Linked DNA regions of Mus musculus: region 1 is linked to region 2. Evidence: chromatin contacts called from public HiChIP or PLAC-seq data. All regions are on one chromosome and are shown on one strand. Each heading gives the region's core, a stretch centred on a gene start, on an enhancer-like site or on the middle of the called end of the contact. The rest is flanking DNA. Distances are from core to core; before and after follow the strand shown.

Region 1 (5,120 bases), core at 1,680-4,179, 1.3 Mb after region 2:
GTATAAGCTACAAGAGGTCATTGGTCCCCTGGGGCTGGAATTACAGATGGTTGTAAGCAGCCTGGCCTGGTTCCCTGGAACTGACTAGGATCCTCTAGAAAGGCAACGAATTCTCTAACAACTGAGCCAAGTCTCCAGCCCCCATCAGCTTTGTGAATTTTAACCTAGAACCAGATATGATGGTACATGCCTGCGTTCCCAGCACAGTGGCAGTCGAGGCAGTAAGGACAGGAGTTCAGGACCATCCTAAGCTACATAGTGATTTCAAGACTCTATCTCAAAATTGCAAAAGCATTTTTACTAAAAGAGAGCGCAGGGAGGGGCTGGGCATAGTGGTACATGCTCTTAATTCTAGCAGCTGGTAGGCAGAGGCAGGAGGATATCTATGAGTTTGAGGCCTGGTCTACTGTAGTGAATTTCAGAACAGCTAGAGCTTCACAGCTGGTTGTGAGCAGCCTGGCCTGGTTACCCAGAACTGAACAAGGGTCCTCCATCTCAGGGTGAGAGGGGGAGAGAGAGAGGGAGAGGCAGGCAGACAGACAGACAGAAATAGAATATTTGAATCCAGGTTTGTGCGATGTAGCGGTCACACACACACATTATCACATCATATGTCTTGATTTTTTGAGACAGGGTTGCTCTATGTAACAGTCCTGGCTATCCTGGAACTCTCTTTGTACACCAGGCCTCGAACTCACACCTCTGCCTCCTGACTGCTGGAATTAAAGGCATGCACCACTACACCCAGCTTATACCATACCATCTTCTTTAACTCTGGTGTGTCCTGCTCTCACCTGCTCAGACCTTGCACGGCTCTCCATTACCCTCCCTGATGCATGCCTGCAGGGTCTATCCCCAGCCCCACCATCCTCCTAACCCCTTATTTTCTTCTTCACCAGGCCTGAAGCTGCACCCAAACCAAGTGCAAAGTCTATCTATGGTAAGCTTGAGGGTTAAGGCGACCAAGAACAAGGCTCTTGGGAGAAGAGAGAATACAGTCTGTCGTTTTGAGAGGAGGAGGAGGGGACAGAATCTGGGCTCTTGGATCTGAGAGAGAAGAGCTGGGGTCAGGGATCCTAGGTCTGAGGGAGGATGGCTGCAGTCTGGACTCCTGGGTCTGAGGGAGGAGAGCTGGAGTCTAGACTCCTCCTTCTGAGGGAGAAGGGCTAGCTAGCATCAGGGTCTAAGGAACCAGGCTGCAGTCTGACTCTTGCATGCACTTCCCCCTCTCCCCTCCTTAGAACAGAGAAAACGTTACTCCACCGTGGTTATGGCTGACGTGTCCCAGTATCATGTCAATGTGAGTCTGGGGTCTATGTTTCTCTAAGACGTTTCCTGGGGAGAGGTGAGCCTGAAGTGATAGGCCTTTTGAAAACAGGGACTGGGGACGGGGGCAGCCATCAGGATGTAAAGTGAATAAATAAGAAAGAGAGAGAGGGAGGCAGGAGGAAGGGAGGGAAAAAGAAGGAAAGAAAGAAGGAAGAGACTAGGAAAACTCAGCTCTTCTCTCCCCATGAACATCCGTCCCTGTTGCCTGAGAACTCAGTTCTGTCTGATCTTCCTCTGAGCCATCCCCAGTGCAGGATGCAGGACCAAATCGGCCACGGTTCCATGGTCCAGGAGAGGGTGTGGATGTCATAATGCAAAGCAGAGGAGGCACTTACAAGAGTTCAATCCTTATTATTTGTTGCCCTTGAGAAGCCTCCAATCTTGGTTTGAAGATGTCCTAATTGGAAGGAAATCTAATCAGTGCTGGCCACTGAAGGAGCTGAAGGGTCTGAGGGAGGGAGACTGAGGTCTGGATTCAAAGGGTCTGAGGAAAGCATTCTGGGGAAGTATGGCTAGGCTGAACAGGAGCTCCCTCTAGAAGCTCAGCAACAGCTTGGCATAGCCTGGGACTCAGCTACCTACTCTGTCTCCTGCCAGCACCTGGTCACCTTCTGCTTGGGGGAAGAAGATGGCGTGCACACTGTGGAAGATGCTTCCAGAAAGCTGGCAGTCATGGACAGCCAGGGGCGTGTCTGGGCACAGGAGATGCTACTGAGAGTGTCACCTAGTCAAGTCACTCTGCTTGATCCAGTCTCCAAGGTGCCAGAGAGCAATTGGGTGGAAGAGAGAAATGGGGCTGAGATCTGAGGGTGAATCTTGGCTCCGAAGCGTCCTTCCCCTGGGAACTTTGGCAAGCTATCCTTTGAAGCCTAGGTTATTAAACAGGGTGTTATTTCTAGGCCCCTGAACTCTTTCGGTTGCCTTGCCCCAAGTCCTGGACACTGCTCTAGCAGTCATAGGAATCTGTGCCTCCGTTTACCCTGCGACCCCGTCCTGCAGGAAGAACTAGAGTCATATCCTCTCGATGCCATCGTACGCTGCGACGCGGTGATGCCCCGAGGACGGAGCCGTTCATTGCTGCTCCTGGTGTGCCAGGAGCCAGAGCGTGCACAGCCGGATGTTCATTTCTTCCAGGGCCTGCTCCTCGGAGTGAGTGGGCGTGGCTCCGGGTGGCTTTTTTTTCTAGTAGAGAATCAGAGGCGGGGCTTCCATGTTTGGGGCGGGGCCTTGGCAAACGGGGACATAGCCTAGGAAAGCAGGTCTGAGAGGGAACCAGAATTGAGGACAGGTTGAATGAACTCTAGACCATGACTGAATGTGACGATGGGAAGAAGATGCAGAACAAAGGCTTTGAGAAAAACATAAAAAAGATGGTTGGAAGCAGGCAGGCAGGCAGGCAGAACCAAGATGGGGTCCATGGGGTTTGTCCAAGACAGTCGGAGGCAAAGCGCTGAGAACAAGAAAGAGTCCTGGGCAGGCAATGGGTGGGGCGTAAGAGGGGAGATCTTAAAGTATGATTGACAGGCGGAGCTGATCCGTGAGGACATCCAAGGGGCTCTGCAGAACTACCGCTCCGGACGTGGAGAACGCAGGGCAGCAGCGCTCAGGTGAGGAGAAGGGGGAAGCAGATGCAGAGCGCACTGAAAAAAAAAATTCTCCCATCTATGGACCTCACTCTCCTCAGCTAAGAAATGAGCTTGGTACGAACAGCCTAGAGTGTTGAATGTGGTCACAAATTAGCCTTGGCCAGGTCTTACCTGTACCTCCCAGACAAGGTGACCGCTCCGCTCCAGTCTTCTACTTTAGCCTGTCTTGGTCTTTGGTTTCTCCATCTTCGTATCCAGTTTCTCATTATGAAATGCCCAGCCTTCGTTTGACCGCCCCCCCCCCTTCCTGATCCCATCGGTTGCCCCAGCCTCGGTCTCCCCTTTTTCTTAACTCAGGGCGACGCAGGAGGAGCTGCGACGCGGCGCCTCTCCAGCAGCGGAGACCCCGCCCTTACAGCGTCGCCCGTCTGTCCGCCTGGTGATCAACACCGTGGAACCATCCGCAGTCCGCGGGCGACCCCAAGTGGAGTCAATTCCAGAGACTGAGGAAGCAAGGAAACCCGACCAAGCTCGCACGACTAGCAGTGCTGACCCTACCTCCCCAGACTTGGGCCCAAGAGGACCTGAGCTGGCGGGTCTGCAGGCAGAGCGGGATGTGGTGAGCTTGAGTGAGAGGCACCAGCTAGGAGAAAAAGATTTCCTTGACAATCAAGTCAGTCTTGGAGTGGGGAACGAGATTCAGGAACGTGGCACGTCTAGGTGTGACTAGCTGACAAGATGCTGGGTCGGGGATGGGAGTTAATTCTAGAAGTATGGCTAGAGTCTTTGATATAGACCACCCACTGCTCCAGTTATGGGCATGGCCTGACGTAGGGGGTGTGTCCAGGAGTTCAGATTGGAGCCCTGGACCTAGACCAGAGTCTGAGACTCAGGAGCACCACTCTTACCTCTCTTGCTTATGGTAGGATATTCTGAACCACGTGTTTGACGACGTGGAGAGTTTTGTATCCAGACTGCAAAAATCAGCAGAGGCTACCCGGGTTTTGGAGCACCGCGAGAGAGGCCGCAGGACACGACGCCGAGCTGCGGGAGGTAAGGGGCTTCCACATGGACCGAGAACACACCTTCCTGAGTGATGTCCAAATATCCTCTCCCCCTGGGGTCTCCCACCACCAGCCAGGTCTGACTTCCTAAGGCCACCCGTTTGGGTGTTTACACCTTTGGAATTGTTGTCTAATGCTTTCTTGGTGTCCCCACAACCTCACCTGCTCTCTCCGCACAGAGGGTCTGCTGACACTGAGGGCCAAGCCACCCACTGAGGCTGAGTACACCGACGTGCTTCAGAAAATCAAATACGCCTTCAGTCTGCTGGTGAGGATGCATCCATTGCTGGGCGTCGATGGAGTGAGGGCACTTTGACCCATCCATCATTCGTGCACTAATAAGAAATGACCTCCTTTCGTTCCAGGCCCGGTTGCGAGGCAACATCGCCAACCCCTCCTCTCCAGAGCTGTTGCACTTTCTGTTTGGACCTCTGCAGATGGTGAGGCTCATCTTAGCCCTCAGGGCTCCCCTGCTTTAGAAGGATTAAGATTCGACTTCAAGAAGGTCTTGTTGGCATGCTCATTTCTGTTGGCCTGGTAGATTGTGAACACTTCAGGCGGCCCTGAGTTCGCGAAGAGTGTGCGACGACCGCATTTGACGTTGGAGGCTGTGACTCTGCTCCGCGACAATGTCACTCCTGGTGAAAATGAACTATGGACCTCGCTGGGAGACTCCTGGACCTGCCCAGGGTGAGAGGGGAAACTAGAGTGTAGAGGTTTGACTTGGCTGCAGGACACTGCTAAATTTGAGGAGGGGACGAGACTTAAGATAAATGCCAGGATTCAACTGGAGAACATGCTCGAAATTAGCGTGAGGGAAAGGTTTAACATCTAATCAGATAGTTGGATTGAAGCAAATGGTGGGGCTTAGAGAATTTAGAGACAGACTACGGGGCAAGGAGGGTTGTTAGGCAAGTGGGACTCAGCTACAAGGAAAATGTGGGACATACAGGAAGTTGAAAAGGAGTCTGTCCTTGGAGGCTTTCAGGGAGAGCACGGAGCTCAGACTGGGAGCGGGTAAAGGGCAAGATGGATTGATGTAAGTGTTGAGAAAGTAGCCAGAAGCTCCAGAAGCTCGGCCAGTGGCGCTGTTGTCCCAGCTCTCGGTTGGTGACACAGGAAGAACAGAAGTTGAAGATTA
Region 2 (5,374 bases), core at 1,367-3,866:
GAGTTCGAGGCCAGCCTGGTCTACAAAGTGAGTTCCAGGATGCTGGAGTCCTGAGGGACAACAACTCAGGCAGGGACACTCGGCTTTAGAGGCACTTTTACTTGTCAAGACCCAGAAGGGCTGTCCTAGCTGAGTGCCCGTCTTGAAGCAGTCTTCCAGGAACACGGAGAGGTGCGCCCCCTGCCGTCCCTTCAGGACATTGCCAGTAACACAGACTGAGGCAGGAGACAGCTGTCGGAGATACATAGCCCATAAGTTGGGGTAGGGTCTAGGTCCAACAAAGCCATGGCTCCAACGGACAAAATTTAGTGGTGGAACCTACACAAGGGTCAGCGGTCACTCAAAAAGTCATGGGATCCAACCAGGCTTCCTAAGCCGGGCTGCAGTGTTTCTCTTAGCTTTTTTTCTTTTTCTTTTTCTTTTCTTTTCTTTTTTTTTTTTTTTTTTTTTTTTTTTTTTTTTTTTTTTTTGAGACAGGGTTTCTCTGTAGCCCTGGCTGTCCTGGGCCCACTTTTGTAAACCAGGCTGGCCTCGAACTCAGAAATCCTCCTGTCTCTGCCTCCCAAGTGCTGGGATTAAAGGGTGCCACCACCACCCAGCACACAGTTATTTTTTGAAGATGCTGTTTATGTGTTGGGGTGCTTTGACTCAAGGCCTCAGACTACCCTCAGGTTTGGCAGGAAGGCATGTCTGGCCTTGAACTCCTGCCTGCGATTCTCACCATGTTATTATTTTGGTATATGGGTTAGCAGAGACACAGGTCAAGGGAAAGAGGGCACTGAGAAATTGCACCATCTGCCAAAAGGCCTTGGTCAATTTAACCTTACAGTGTCTGAGGAAAGTGAAGGGAAGTCTTTTTTATCAACATTTCTCAGCACTCTGCACCTATAAGAGGGTCCTATGTTGCTGGTCAGAAATGAAGACCAGTAAATCCCTCCGTGAACAAAAGGTTGTAAGGTTGGGGGCTAGAGAGATGGCTCAGTGGTTAAGAGCACTGACTGATCTTCCAGAGGTCCTGAGTTCAATTCTCAGCAACCACATGGTGGCTCCCAACCATCTGTAATGGGATCCCATGCCCTCTTCTGGTGTGTGTCTGAGGACAGCAACAGTGTATTCATAAGCATTAAATAAATAAATAAATCTTTAAAGAAAAAGGTAGTGAGGTTATTGTGAGCTTTATGAAGTTTTAAATCATAAAATCTGTACGTGTTTACACTTTTACTATCTGGATGTGTGCCATGTGTATGCCTGATTCTTTGGATCCCATGGACATATACAGTGAGGCTGTTTGTTCTGTCCTTAGCAATATAAATGTATATATGGGTTTTCATGGGTGTGTGATCAGTCTCTCTTCTACCATACTGTGAAAACCAACTTCATCACCAGGTACTAGACAGTGGTCCCAGCAACAAAGCAGCAGCCAAGGGAAAATGGCTTTCCCTCTCCCTGGAAAGGAGGGATGTGGGATGCCTGGGGCCTGGGAGTACAGATCTGTGCTAAAGAAGCCAAGCTGAGCTGCACACAATTGTCCCTAGGGTGTGGAAGAAAGTTAGCCATGTCAAAGCCTACCTGGCTATAGAGTTGATTGAGGGCAGCCTAAGCATGGTAAAATCCTGAATTTTAAAAATGAAGGTGTGCCGGGCATGGTGGTGCACACCTTTAATCCCAGCACTCAGGAGGCAGAAGCAGGGAGCTCACCGAAAATTCCAGGACAGCCAGGGCTACACAGAGAATCCCTGACATTTTAAAAAGGAGGAAGAGGAGGAAGAAGAGGAAGAGGAGGAGGAGGAAGACAGAGACAGGGAGACTTGGACTTGCTTGTGCCTAGTAACACATTTTTTAGTATAGAATAGAGTTTATTTAGGGCATGGGCAGGGGAGTTGAAGGTAGTAGAGACAGAAAGGCAGAGAGAGTGGGGGGGGCACGTGGAGAGAGGGGGAGGAGAATGGGGAGAGGAGGGAGAGAGAGACAGAGAGAAGAGCTATTTTGGTTTTTTTTTTTTTCAATCTCAGCACTTAGATGGCAAGCACATGTCTGGGGGTAGCTGTCAGCCAGGACTACATCGTGATACTGTGTCTTGGGGAGAAAGCTCTGTTATTAAAGCACTACTTACTTTAACAAGTAAAAAACGTAACATTTGGGAGCCCTCAAACGCACTGACATTCCAGGTGGCCTTGTCAGCCTGCCTGTAATTCGGGTTTTTAAGTCAAAGTTAAAGCAAGAGAGAAAAGATCCCACCCAAGGAACGCAGTGATAGAGGATCGGGAGCGCAGCTCAGGGTTTAAATCAAGCACAACGTGCTTTTTCAAAATGTGGTGGTGAATGGCTTATTCCTGCCACTCGAGACTTAAGGGCAGGGTGTTTCTGTGAGTTCCAGGCAGGCCAGGCCTACATAGTGAGACCAGGTCACACACACATGCAAAGCATTCCTTACTGAAAACAATGAGGGGATCTCCTGGGGCAGAGGCAGGTGTGAAATTCTGGCTGGGTGGAGTAGAAGGCCTCTTTATCGAGTCAGTTTAGACTGGACTGAACCGGGCCAAAGGAGCCGAGCACATCACACCTCCCCGCATTATTTCCTGGAACCTGGGCAATCTGAAGGCAGAGAAAGCTGCCTGGGGCCCACAGCCCGGCACTCCTTCCCGTATCAGCTCTGAAATCTGCAGAGCTGAGATCTGGCAGGAAGCAGGAGACTCAGTGGGAATTCTATCTGTCTAAAGTCTTTGTGTGAGTCCAGATCTCTAGATCCTTACGCAAAGAGTAAAGTTAGGAGGACTCCTGACTTCAGGGCTGGTGGGGGCAGGGCTGGCTGCCAGCCTGAGAGAACAAAACGAAGCAACTGTGCTGTAGTTTGAGTCTGGTCTGCAAGGTGACTCCTGGTATAATACCAGCCCTTGGAAAACAGAGTCCTGAGAGAGAAAAAAGTAGGAGAAAGTTTGAAGCCAGTTTGGACCACATAAAAAAATAGACTCTGTATCTAAAACATAACTGGGGCCAGGTGTGGTGATAGGCATCTTTAAGCCAGTATTTGAGAGTCGAAGGCAGGAGGATGTCTGTGAGTTCAAGGCCTCTCCTGCTCTATATAGCAATTTCAGGACAGCCTCTACTCGGAGAGGCTCTCTCTCAAAACCACAATAAGCCAGGTGGTGGTGGCACAGGCCTTTAATCCCAGCACCACTTGGAAGGCAGAGGCAGAGGCAGGCGGATTTATGAGTTTGAGGCCAGCCTGAGTGAGTTCCAGGACAGCCAGGGCTACACAGAGAAACCCTGTCTCAAAAAAAACAAAAAACCAAAAAAAAAAAAAAAAAACCAATAACTGGTTGGTGACTCCTGTCTCTTATTCTAGCACTTAACAGGCTGAGGCAGGAGAATTACTGTAAATCCCAAGGCACTCTGTGCTAGACAGTAAGACCTTGTCTGAAAGAAACTGTATATAGCAGGCATAGTGGCAAATGCCTGTTATCCGAGCATTCAGGTAGAAAAACAAGAGGATCAGGAATTTGAGGTCATACTTGACTAGACAACTAGTTTCAAGCCAGGCAGAATTATATGAGATTCAGTACCATGCAAGCAAAACAAAAACTTCCAGAGGTGGTGCCATGTGTATTTAAGGTCAGGAGATAGATCTCTTTGAATTCAAGGCCTCCCTGGTCTACACAGTGAAACCCTACCGAAAATAAACACACACACACATGCAAGTGGTTCTCTGTGTTTGAGGCCATGGTCTATGGAGCAAATTCCAGAACAGCCAGGCCTACACAGAGAAACCCTATTTTGAAAAACCAAAACTGGGGCTAGTGAGATGGCTCAGCAGGTAAGACTACTCTCCTGGGGGTCCTGAGTTCAAATCGAGCCAGCAGAAGTACTGAGTTCAATTCCCAGCAACCACATGGTGGCTCACAACCATCCCTGTAATAAGATCTGACACCCTCTTCTGGTCTGTCTAAAGATAGCTACAGTGTACTCACATATAATAATAAAATAATAAGGGCTGGTGAGATGGCTCAGTGGGTAAGAGCACCTGACTGCTCTTCCGAAGGTCCAGAGTTCAAATCCCAGCAACCACATGGTGGCTCACAACCATCTGTAACGAGATCTGACTCCCTCTTCTGGAGTGTCTGAAGACAGCTACAGTGTACTTACATATAATAATAAATAAATCTTTAAAAAATATATAATAATAATAATAAAATAATAAATGAATCTTTGGGCTAGAAGGAGCGGGGTCCCCAAGCGAGCAGAAGTACTGAGTTCAATTCCCAGCAACAAAGTGATGGCTCACAACCATCTGTATAGCTACAGTGTGCTCAAATACATAAAATAAATAAATCTTTGGGTGGGGGCAGGGTTTCTCTGTATAGCCCTGGCTGTTCTGGAACTCACTCTGTAGACCAGGCTGGCCTCGAACTCAGATATCCATCTGCCTCTGCCTCCTGAGTGCTGGGATTAAAGGCCTGTGCCACCTCGCCCGGCTAAGAATAAATTGCTTAGGAAATATTACCTTACACAGAAGTAGAATTTAGCTGAAGGGCCTCACATCAATATGACTACAAGATAACTAGCATCCTGAACTAGCGGGACTTTTTATTTAAGATTGATTTATTTTTACTTGCATTGGTGCTTTGTCTACAAGTTTATCTGTGTGAGGGCTCCATATCCCCTGGACCTGGAGTTACAGGCAGCTGTGACCTGCCATGTGGTTACTAGGAATTGTACCTGGGTCCTCTGGAAGAGCAGACAGTGCTCTTAACCACTCAGCCATCTCTCTAGTCACTTAAACAGACTTCTTAGAAACTAGAATAAAGTAGAACTGAGAGGTTCGTGATTAGTCTGTGGTTACCAAAGAAGTATTTTTATCTTTCTCTCCTTCTTCCTCCCTTCCAAAAGATATTCTTGTGTATCCCTGACTGTCCTGGAACTCACTTAGGTAGTGGCCTAAGCAGGCCTCAAACTCAAAGATCTCACTGTCTCTGCCTATCAAATGCTGGAACTAAAGGCCAGTGCTATCACACCCCGATAAGATGTATCCCTACCCCACCCCTCTCTGTCTACCAGAACTGTGACCTATTAGGCTCTGTTCTCATACCAAAAGGAACTTAATTATGCCGGCCAGCCAGAAGGGCCCGGTCCTCTTATCAGTTCACTAGGCTGGCAGGATGTCCCTGGTTAACAGCCACCTAAACAAAGAACAGCAGCCTGTTTTTTAAAGAGGGTGGGGTGGGGGAAGGGCTATGGGAGGGAAAGAGACTGAGGCATAAAGTGAGTAAATAAATTAAAAAGAAAACAAAAAGAGTAAACTGAGTGGCAGGGTACACACCTTTAATCCCAGGATTTGGTAGGGGAGGGCAGCAGGATCTATAAGTTCAAGGCCACC

What was found. HiChIP or PLAC-seq counts read pairs in DNA pulled down with a chosen protein or histone mark.
Region 1: an H3K27ac HiChIP or PLAC-seq map of trophoblast stem cells shows a contact between it and region 2, with 14 times the contacts expected there. The contact joins the promoter of D630041G03Rik here to the enhancer-like site in region 2. A contact is called at or near these places in 8 of 39 promoter capture datasets (the 3T3-L1 cell line, the HPC-7 cell line, cranial neural crest and 5 more), 2 of 484 Hi-C or Micro-C datasets (embryonic fibroblasts and nephron progenitors) and 1 of 115 datasets of contacts at active chromatin or transcription factors (trophoblast stem cells).

Annotation. Positions count from the first base shown.
Region 1 is chr7:4,467,955-4,473,074 of GRCm38.p6, forward strand. D630041G03Rik (RIKEN cDNA D630041G03 gene) reads right to left here and starts at 2,930. Exons shown (of 1, transcript NR_028416.1): 1 at 1-2,930. It overlaps Eps8l1 (EPS8-like 1), which reads left to right. Exons shown (of 20, transcript NM_001374622.1): 3 at 900-940; 4 at 1,242-1,300; 5 at 1,927-2,088; 6 at 2,329-2,478; 7 at 2,854-2,936; 8 at 3,273-3,534; 9 at 3,842-3,968; 10 at 4,159-4,247; 11 at 4,345-4,419; 12 at 4,521-4,669. It also overlaps a transcript of Rdh13 not described here.
Region 2 is chr7:3,198,900-3,204,273 of GRCm38.p6, forward strand. No RefSeq gene overlaps it. Among named protein-coding and RNA genes, the nearest start is that of Mir290a, 17 kb to the right of the region's middle. RefSeq lists a cis regulatory region at 712-5,374. Within about 2 kb of position 2,617, at least 46 of the 459 cell types and tissues checked have an H3K27ac peak or open chromatin away from gene starts, as enhancers often do. A contact at or near this core is called in trophoblast stem cells, where this site is marked.